2 separate regions of the Mus musculus genome follow, and region 2 is linked to region 1. A link is a contact called in public promoter capture Hi-C data. All regions are on one chromosome and are shown on one strand. The core of a region is the stretch at or near the end of the contact, and the rest is flanking DNA. Distances in the headings are between cores, read along the strand shown. Region 1 holds the start of Capn7 (calpain 7). Region 2 overlaps Colq (collagen-like tail subunit (single strand of homotrimer) of asymmetric acetylcholinesterase).

Evidence for each region. Promoter capture Hi-C pulls out the DNA fragments that hold promoters and counts their contacts.
Region 2: a contact with region 1 is called in a promoter capture Hi-C map of pre-B cells, with 2.2 times the contacts expected there. The contact joins the enhancer-like site here to the promoter of Capn7 in region 1. A contact is called at or near these places in 7 of 39 promoter capture datasets (the 3T3-L1 cell line, the C10 cell line, liver and 2 more) and 1 of 9 other capture datasets (liver).

Annotation. Positions count from the first base shown.
Region 1 is chr14:31,334,161-31,338,948 of GRCm38.p6, forward strand. It overlaps Capn7 (calpain 7), which reads left to right and starts at 2,478. Exons shown (of 21, transcript NM_009796.3): 1 at 2,478-2,823. The coding sequence starts at 2,722.
Region 2 is chr14:31,535,444-31,540,231 of GRCm38.p6, forward strand. Colq (collagen-like tail subunit (single strand of homotrimer) of asymmetric acetylcholinesterase) reads right to left here. Exons shown (of 17, transcript NM_009937.2): 11 at 4,378-4,458; 12 at 146-251. Among named protein-coding and RNA genes, the nearest start is that of Colq, 40 kb to the right of the region's middle. Within about 2 kb of position 2,163, at least 24 of the 459 cell types and tissues checked have an H3K27ac peak or open chromatin away from gene starts, as enhancers often do. A contact at or near this core is called in pre-B cells, where this site is marked.

The DNA.
Region 1 (4,788 bases), core at 1,228-3,727:
AGAATGAAGTAATAAATTATTATTACTTAGCTGGGAACTTTAAAAGAAGAAGTAATGATATGACTAATAAACCATATTTATGAAGTCCTACCTATAATGACTTTTATATTTAAAAACCAACTTTACCAGGGTGAAATTTATAAGTAATAAACTGTAAGATTTTAAGTGTATAATTGAAAATTTTATATACTCATGTAACACCAACACTTTGAAAACTCAGTGATTCTTCCAAACAATTCTAGGCAAGCACTGACATACTCTTTCATTACCTATTCATTTTGTTTTCCCGTGAGTTTTAGAAATATAGGGTCAAAGAACGTACTCCTTTGTCCTTGCTTTCTTTGTTCAGAATAATATTTTTGAGATTCATCATGTTGTCAGTCATGAATCCCATCTTTGTTGTTGAGACATATTTCATTGTATAGATCTATCACGATTTGTTTATCCATGTACCTGTTTGTGAACGTTTTAATTATTTCTAGTTTGTAGTTAGCAAGAATAAAGCTTCATACACTTCTTGGCTTGATTTAACCTTTCAAAGATATATTTGAAGGCATCATCTTACACACCATGGGTATGTATACTTATTAATTACAAAATAAATTTCAATATAAAGCTGCTATGAGCATTCATGGCCTTTTGGTGGAAAAGCACTTTTTAAAAATTTTTTATGTTGAGATTTATATATGTGTATGAACATTTTGCTCCACTGTAGTCTGGTGTGTGACTGGTGTATGTTCTTGGAGATTAGAAGAGGCCATTGAAATTGGAAGTTCAGAGGTTGTGAGCCATTAGGTGGGTGTTGGGAATCCCTCCCCAATCCTGTGCAAGAATACATGCTCTTAACCACTGAGCCATCATTTAAACCTAGGGGAAAAATACTTAGCCGTAAAAGTACTTCCTGCCTTTTAGTTAGATTCATGAACATACTTTTGGAGCTTCATGAAACTTGGGAAATTTGGCAGGTAAGGACCCAGCATGTGTGAGTATAAGCAAATACTTTTCAATTGGTGAACAAACAAACAAATGTGTAACTACCCATCTGCAAGATCATTTGTCTGTCTCATGATTCATTTGTGAGGGGCCATCCAAGACTAAACACTAAGAGCTTCTCTAGGGGATGGTGACATGGAACAAAAGCCCCTTCAGGGGATTGGTATGAAGAAAATCTTATTGCTAAGGCTTGAGATTGTAAGAATGGAGGAAGGGGACGACAGACATTCATAGCTGGCACAAGCAAGGTGGAGGGTCGAGACACACATGATGCTCAGGGATGCTGACCACAGCCTCTTTAGCTGTACACTGACCAGTTTCAGTAGTAACATCCACCCCATTGTGACCTTGATAATGAATATCCTGAACCACCAGCATGAGCATCACTAAGGAGTCTTTCTTGAGCTTGAAGACAGCTGATACCACTCTAGACTGGATCACAATCAATTCAACTCCTTTTCTCTCTCTCCCTGAGACAGGTTTTCTCTGTGTGGCCACACTACTATCCTGTAATGAGCTCTGAAGACCAGGCTGGCCAAGCACTCAGAGATTTGCTTCTTCTGCCTCTGGAGTGGTGGGATTAAAAGCGAGCACCACAGCCAGGCTCACAATCAACTCTTAGCAATATCTCCAGCTGATTTGTGTTCATGTTTGCACGGAGAGTGCTCCACTACAACAGACATATGCCTCCTGGGGTCGTTCAGGGTTTTTGCTGTGTAGATCATGCTGGCCCAGTCCTCTTACCACAGCCTCCAGACTGCTGGCTTACAGGAATGTGTCACCATATGCTGCGTTAATGTTTCTTATGTGTGGGATCATACAGTGTATAATTTTGTCAAGACTTGCTACTTTGACACAGCATGGATTTTGAATCTCATCCAAGTTCTGGCACTTGCCATTAGTTAATTTTCATCACTGCTGAATTCAAACTTTTAAGGGGATAAAAGAAAGCAACCACACTACCATTTACTATGTAATTACAACCTTCAACTTGCCCTAAGATACAAGTCAAAAATACATCATCTGGTTTGTAGACAATTCAAACAATACACTTCGGTGTGCCTTGGGGAGCCGTAGAAGGTCATACTTTAGTTTGTCAAATGAACATTACCAGAGCATCTCAAAAGCACCTCCTAGCCTCATTTCATATCTTTATTTCTAATTAAACCAGTTGGCAATACGAGGTGCTACTGATTGTTTCTTTCCGCCTACCCTTCTCACTTAGCGGACCAAGGGCTCCATAACGCGCATGCTCCTTTCAAGCCATCCCCTGATTCTCTCCAACAACCTCCTGGGCACTGGCACCTTCTTTCTAGCAGGCGGAAGCGGAGCCCTCAGCTTCGCCCTGGCACCTGCTTCCTCTTGTCCAATCCCACTGGACATTGTTCTGGCCCCGCCCACCTACGATCGCCTTGAGCCCCGCCTGCTTCGGCGGGAGCGCTCCCCCTCCCGGCCGGGGTCGACTGCGCCTGCGCAATGCGGCTGATGGGCGGAGCAAGGACGCGAGGGGTGGGGGCGGCCGCGAGGGCTCCGAGCCCGGGCTGCTCGGAGCTCGCAGTCCTCCGGGCGGGTCTGAGGTAGTGGGGCTCCGTCATCTCTTCCGCCGCCCTCGAAAGTAAACTTTGCCACTCCACCCGCGGGGTCCCCAGTTCTCGCCGCAGTGCCTCCGGGCGTCGGGGTTCCGCGTCAGGGCCTGTCTGCCTCCCCCGGCGTGGGGCCTTGGGCGCCATGGACGCGTCGGCGCTGGAGCGGGACGCCGTGCAGTTCGCGCGGCTGGCAGTGCAGCGCGACCACGAAGGCCGCTACTCTGAGGCGGTGTTTTACTACAAGGTGAGGACAAGCACTCGGCTCCGGCCGCGTCACCCGATCGAGTGTTGGCGGAACCCAAGGCGGAGGGGCGGGGTCCTGCTGGGGCTGTCCGGCTTGTCAGGCCGCAGATGCCCGCCGCTTTGCTGCTTGTGGCGGCCGAGGTGGGATGGGGAGTGAACACCCTGTTCGCTGTCTGTTGGCCTTGATGCAACCCTTGATGTGAGGCCAACCTTGGGTAATCCGTCAGAATATGCTAATAGTGCACGTTCCAGGTAGAAAGAAAAAGTAAATTAGGAAAAAAATTCATCGTACTCTAGCATTCGATGTATGTCTCCATGATTGTTTTTCTGAGTGTATGTGTGTATACACGCCTTCTTACCCCCAAACTTGAATCATATCGTTTGTACTATTTTGACATCTCACTTCTGCATTGTACCTAGATAACCTTTGGTTGCTTGCATGTGCTACGTTTACAGCATGTTCTGTATTTGGTTGTGGCTTTCCAGCATTGAAGTAGTGCAGTTAAAATCCTTAGAGCTTTTTTTTAAAAAAAATGTGATACTTGTTTTGGATGATGGGGAGCACAGTTGCTTGTCAAAGGGTATGCACTTCCGCAGTTCATCCTGTGTTCTCCAGTCCTGAAGGTTTGCAAACACACCCCTCCAGTTGTATCGTCATGATATGGGCATCTTTTCCTTGATTATACGGAAGTAGTAAAAATTTCCCCCTTATGCTTACGTGTTATCAGTAAAGCGTGGTTTGCTTTCTGCTAATATTTTACTATTTTTATTTTAAAACCTACCTTATATTTAGACACTTTTGTTTTAGGATCATTCGTTTTAAGTTTCTTAATTTTGATTTTACAATCCTACCTCCCTACCACACCCGAGTGTGTGTGTATGTGTGTGTGTGTATCTGTCTGTGTTGTGTCTGTGTCGGTGTCTCCCTGCCCTGTCGCCCTCGTTCTCGGGGTTCTTGCTATATAGTGGAAGCTATTTTTAAATTTGTCTTCCCCTTACCTTAGCCTTCCCATTGCTGAGATTTACAGGAATGTGCCACCATGCCTGACTACCAGGTGATAGTTCTTTAAAAGAAAATTCTGCTGTAGTTTTGTGAAACAACTTCAGCAAATTCTAAGTCAGCAAACTACTACCATATAGCCTAGTGTGGTGGCACCTACTAATTTGCTTTTAAACCCTCCCACCCCCAGTACAGTGAGGTAAGAGGATCACTGAATTCAACCTGGCTTAGGCTACATTGTAAGACTTTCTCAATGTAAATAGCCTTTTCTAAAACTAAAGATACTATGTAACTTTTTTTTTTTCCTTTTAGAAGTTGTCATTTAGGAATTAAAATTCATCCTTTAGAAAGTTAAAAAAGAAAGTGAGGAGGGCTACGATCTTCATCACTGTGTAAAACCAGGAGTCAGAAGGACCAGCCAGCTTAGGACATATGAGGCCCTGTTAGGAGGAGAGAGAGACAGAATGAGAGTGGGGTGGGGTGGGGTGGGGGGGCGATCAAGCAAGCGCACTAGAGCAAGAGCTATTTACCTACTGTAATCCTAGCACTTTCGAGGTAGAGGCAGGTGGATCTCCATAAATTTAAGGCTAGCTTGGTCTACTTTTCAGTTTCCAAGCCAGCCAGGGTTACATACTGAAACCCTGTCTTTATTTTTTGCCCCTTATTCTATTTTCACTTTTGAATATGAAATGAGTAAAATAAAGTTGGTAACAATTTGACTTTTTAAACAATCGAGGTGGGGGGCTAGAGAGATGGTTCAGTGGTTAAGAGAACTAGCTGCTCTTCCACAGGCCCTGAGTTCAATTCCCAGCAACCACATGGTGGCTCACAACCATCTATAATGGGATCCGATGCCCTCTTCTGGTGTGTCTGACTGAAGACAGCTACAGTGTATTCATATACATAAAATAAATAAAATTTTATTTAAAAAAAGCAAGGTGATTATTTGAAAACCAGTACTTACCT
Region 2 (4,788 bases), core at 913-3,412, 200 kb after region 1:
TTAGGAACATATATGCAAAGGAGACTCTGGCGGTTTCTAGCAAGAAATACAATGTAGAACTCTGTTGGCATCTCCTTGTGGCTTTCCTGGGAGACAGAGTTGGGAGTGCTACTGTGTAGATCAAGTGAAGTTGCATAAGTCTTACCTGCAGATGGTGGGCCTGGGGGCCCTGGAGGACCTTGACGGCCAGGTTGACCAGAAGGCCCAGGCTTGCCTGGTGGGCCCATAATTCCACTGTCTCCCTTCTGACCCTAACAGAGAGAAAGATAGAACCCATTGTGATATCATGACATAACAAAGTTCTTCCTCCACATTGCCTCTAAGTCAGAGACCACCTTGCTTAGAAAAGCAAAAGCTTTCATGGTGGTCTCCAGCACCCTGCTCCTGCGACAAACAGAGCAAGCAACATTTGCAAGTTTGATGACCTCACTAAGTTCATTATCTGCATGAGTTAGGGAGTGGAGTTTCAGACCAGGATCTGCGCAGTGCCTAATGTTCAGGTGGCCAAGTTGGACCTATCATTTAAGCGTTTACCTACATGTTATTTTCATTCTATCAGAAGAGTTGTTTCTACCCACAGACTTCCTGTTACTATCTTGGTAGAGACCCCACTCTTTACTGAGTGCAAGAAGCTGGTCATGGCCTGAGTCAGAGGGTTTGTTGTTGGTGGTGATTTTTTTTTTTTTTTTTTGTCAAAAACACCATGATTCTTAACCCAAAATCCTCTCTCTTCAAACTCTAAGCTCTTCCTTATGCCCCTCTACCTTTAGTTTTAAGTTCTGTTGTCTCAGCTGCAAAATCTCCCCAGGCAACACTGATGTCTCCCACCAAGTTCTCTTAAAGCTTTCTTCTTCAAGCTGAGTGGTGAGGTGCATGCCTGTCATTACCACACTCAACAGGCTAAGGGCAGAGGAATGGCTACAGTTTAAAGGCAGCCTGAGATATACATGAGTTCTAATTATAAGCCACCCAGAGCTACAGTGTGAAACTCAGTCTCAGAACACACACACACACACACACACACACACAGAGAGAGAGAGAGAGAGAGAGAGAGAGACAAACATACACACAGGCATGAGCATACCCATGCACACATGCATGCATGCATGCACACATGGACATGCACAGGCATACACACACACACACACACACACACACACACACACCATGCATGGTTCTTCTAGCATTTATTTCAGATCACTGGTCATAAGTTATTGTGTGATCATTTCATCTGTCTCCCCAGGAGACATAAATTCCATGTAGGCTAGAATCTACCATGTTCATCTTCTCTCCCCAGACCAAAGGAAGGGGGAGAATGAAGTTGGCAGTGAATGTGGAGGGATTTTTGACAATCTGTCAGTCAAGATATTCTCCCTTGACTGTGAGGCCCTGGGTAACTCATGGTATTGCTTTGTGCCTTGGTTTTAGCTTCTCTAAAGCGGGGCCAGGAAATAGGCACCCACCTAGGTTCTAAGAGGTTAACAAAGATGGCAGAAGTGAAGATACGGCTTGTGAAGAATGAAGGGTGATGGGGAAACAAGCCCTAGTGGCTGGCCAGGCTTCATCTTCTCTCATGGGAGAAGGAACTCTGATTTCCTACAGCCCTTTGGAGATCCTAGTATGGAAGCACAACTACCTCCGTACTCCTGGCCAAACAATCGCCCTCTATTGGAGAAGTCATCTTCCTTATCCAATCGTGCAGCTTTGGAAGAAACTCGTGGACCAGTGAGTTCCCTCCTCAACAGCCAGACCAGTTAAACCAACCATAACGATCAACTGGATGACAGATGTCCCAGCCAAATGTCCCTCACACCCAAGACGTCCTGATTTCTTAAAGAGAGTCACACCTGTAGCTATTCTGTTTCCAATCTCCACACTGATTCAGTGAGATGCTGTCCTGCCAACGTGGCCTCTAAAGATTTTCCTATACTCGTCCCAGGGGACCCATGAGGTTGGTTTGTTTCCAATCCCACCCTCACGGAGGAGGCTGTTAATCCGCAGGCCAGGGTGAAGTATTCCGAATGGTAACCAAGATGGGTCCCAGAATGGCAAAGGAAGTCACACCAGCTTAATATAGCCAGTCAGGCTTGTTTTTCTAACAGCTAGGCCAGCTGGCTCTGAGCTCAGGAAGTACACAGCTTGAAGGAACTGGAAACACTCCTTGACTCTGACACCAGCGGCCAGCAGAGGAATCTTCTGCTTCATTGGTCACTGTGTGGAAAGTGCCATGTCTTTATGGGAGGTTTCCCTGAGCCGAGGAGGTTTCTCTTGAGGAAGTGGTTCTGTATCCTTAACAGGAGATTTTTTTTTTCCTTTTTTGTGATGCTGGAACTCAGGGTAAAAACTCTACCACTGAGCTAAATCCCCACGCCATGATGGTTTTTTCAAGTCAACAGCAGCTTTCATGGGGACAAGTCTGGTGTGAACTGAAGTTTGGGGATCCTCACTTTGGCCTTGGGGAAACAGCCAACAGAGTGGAAAAAGCATGTCCTCCCTACGGTCGGGGGTGGGGATGGGGCTCCACACAACCTATTGCTTTCTTGTCTATTAGAATATGATGCAGAATAGTATTTTTAGAAGACGTTTAAAAATTCATTAATTTCTACAATAAGCTGTACACATCATGATTTTAAGTTGTAAGGAAAAAAAAAACTACATATTGGACATAAAAGAAAAGAAATAGTTCTGAACTACATGCAACCCCAGCATGGTTGAGGGCAGAGTTTGAAGCCATCTTGGGCTACGTGAGACACTGCCTCAAAGCAACGAGAACATAATAAATGGATAAACAGATCTTAAAATGAAAGAAGAAAGAATTATGGAAGGCTATAATACCCAGATCAGGTCATAACCAACAACAGGATGGAGATAAAAAGCCAATGAGATGGGTAGAGTTGAAATATTCTCATTACAAAGAAATTGTAAAAATCGGAAGTGATAAGTATGTCTAATAACTGAATTTGGTCACTCTACAGTGTAGGTATGTACATAATTATATCACTGTCTACCCCATAAAATATGGTAACAATTAAAAATAAGAAATGTTTTATATAGGTGCTCAAAATAACATTTTTCTTCTAACATACTCAGAATCATTAAATTAAAAAGTATACATATTACAAGTACGCATATCACAAATGTAAGTATCAATTTTCAGCAACTAAGATTATTTACATAAGCTGGCTTGTATCTGAGTGTGCAAGCAGAGGTCAAAGGTTCCACACCTTATTTTAAGGCAGGGTCTCTCACTGAACCCACAGCTCGTGGGATTGTGGGATTGGCCAGAGTGGTTGGGGCTCTACTTCCCTGGTGCTTGGCTTATAGGAGCGAGCTGCCACGCTGGCCCTCTCACATGAACGCTGGGACCAAGCTCAGCTCTCGTGCTTACACGGAAAGAACTTTACCCAACTCATTGCCCCAGCCCCTAAATAAAGCTGGATTTCAATATCTATTTGGAAAAAAAAAAAAAAAGAAGAAGAAGAAAAAGGCAGTTGGGCAGTGGTAATACATGCATTTGGGAGTCAGAGGCAGGCAGATTGCTGAGGGCAAGACCAGCCTGGTCTATAGAGTATGTTCCAGGATAGCCAGGGCTACAAAAAGAAACCCTGTCTCAAAATTCAAAACAAAACAACGACGACAAAAAAGAAATAGGCAGCTGAGTTATGATAATAATAAGAAGAAAAATAATGCAGGGTTAGTGAAGTCCAAGGCCGTCCTATGTTACACAGTGAGACCCTGTCTTAAAACAAACAAACCAAAGAACCTCCCCCACCGCCACCAATCAAAAAAAGGTGACAGAGCTCATCTCTCAGAGGCATCTGTCCATGAGTCAAGGGGCTAGTTTTCCTGCGGGCACTTAGCACAGTCCTCAAGCCAGCCCTGGAATTCAATTTCCCAACTGCATAACCTGGCTTGCCCTGCTGACAAAGCGAACAACTTCCCTAAACTCCTAACAACACCAGTGAAGAGGATCACTTCTAAATTAGGGGCTTGTGCAGTGAGAACTGTCATCAGGGAAGGGCCTAGGCTGTTCTGGAGAACTCCGTCTATACCCAGCACGCTGGGCAGAAGGCAAGTTTCTGCAAAATGGCCTTGGCCTCCTCCCATTCTCAGTTGCTTCAGTTAAGATGTATGCATTCCTCTGAACAAGGTGAACTCGGGCCACTCCCACTTCTGACCTTGAGCAGAGCCTGCAACCTTGAACCATTTTGGCTTCGAGAAGCCTGAAGGTCCGTCAGTAGTGAGGCTGCTCTGTCCACCAGCCCTGAGGATGCCGGGATCCAGGGCTGTGGGATGGCTCCAGTTGACTCCTGCATGCTGCTCCACTCCCAAACCATGGGGTGTGACCTCGGTGGGAGTAAACCCTGAGGCTCTTACCTGCTTGCCTCGTTTTCCTGGTCTTCCTGTGGGGCCTCGGTGTCCTGCCAGCCCAGACTCTCCCTTTGGACCCATTTCACCCTGGGGAGAAGAGAGGCAAGTGAGAGACAGAGTAGACACATCTATGTGGGTCTCTCCTATCACTGGCTGCCAGCGCCTCCTCTTCATACTGTACCCTCCCCAGGTAGGGCTGTCCCTGGGAGTGTGGGAGACTGATGAGCTCATATTAATAGGAAAGAAAGAAGGAAGGCAACCCGAGTGTGACTTAGTGCTCTAGAGCCATAGGTGCTCTGGTGGTCAAACGGAAGAGACAACCTGGTCCACAGTGGTCAGGGTGACTCCTGCCTCTCAGTTGCACGTGAGCCCGTGTCACTCCTGACTGGGGAAAAGACTTTCTTGTCTAATTGAACA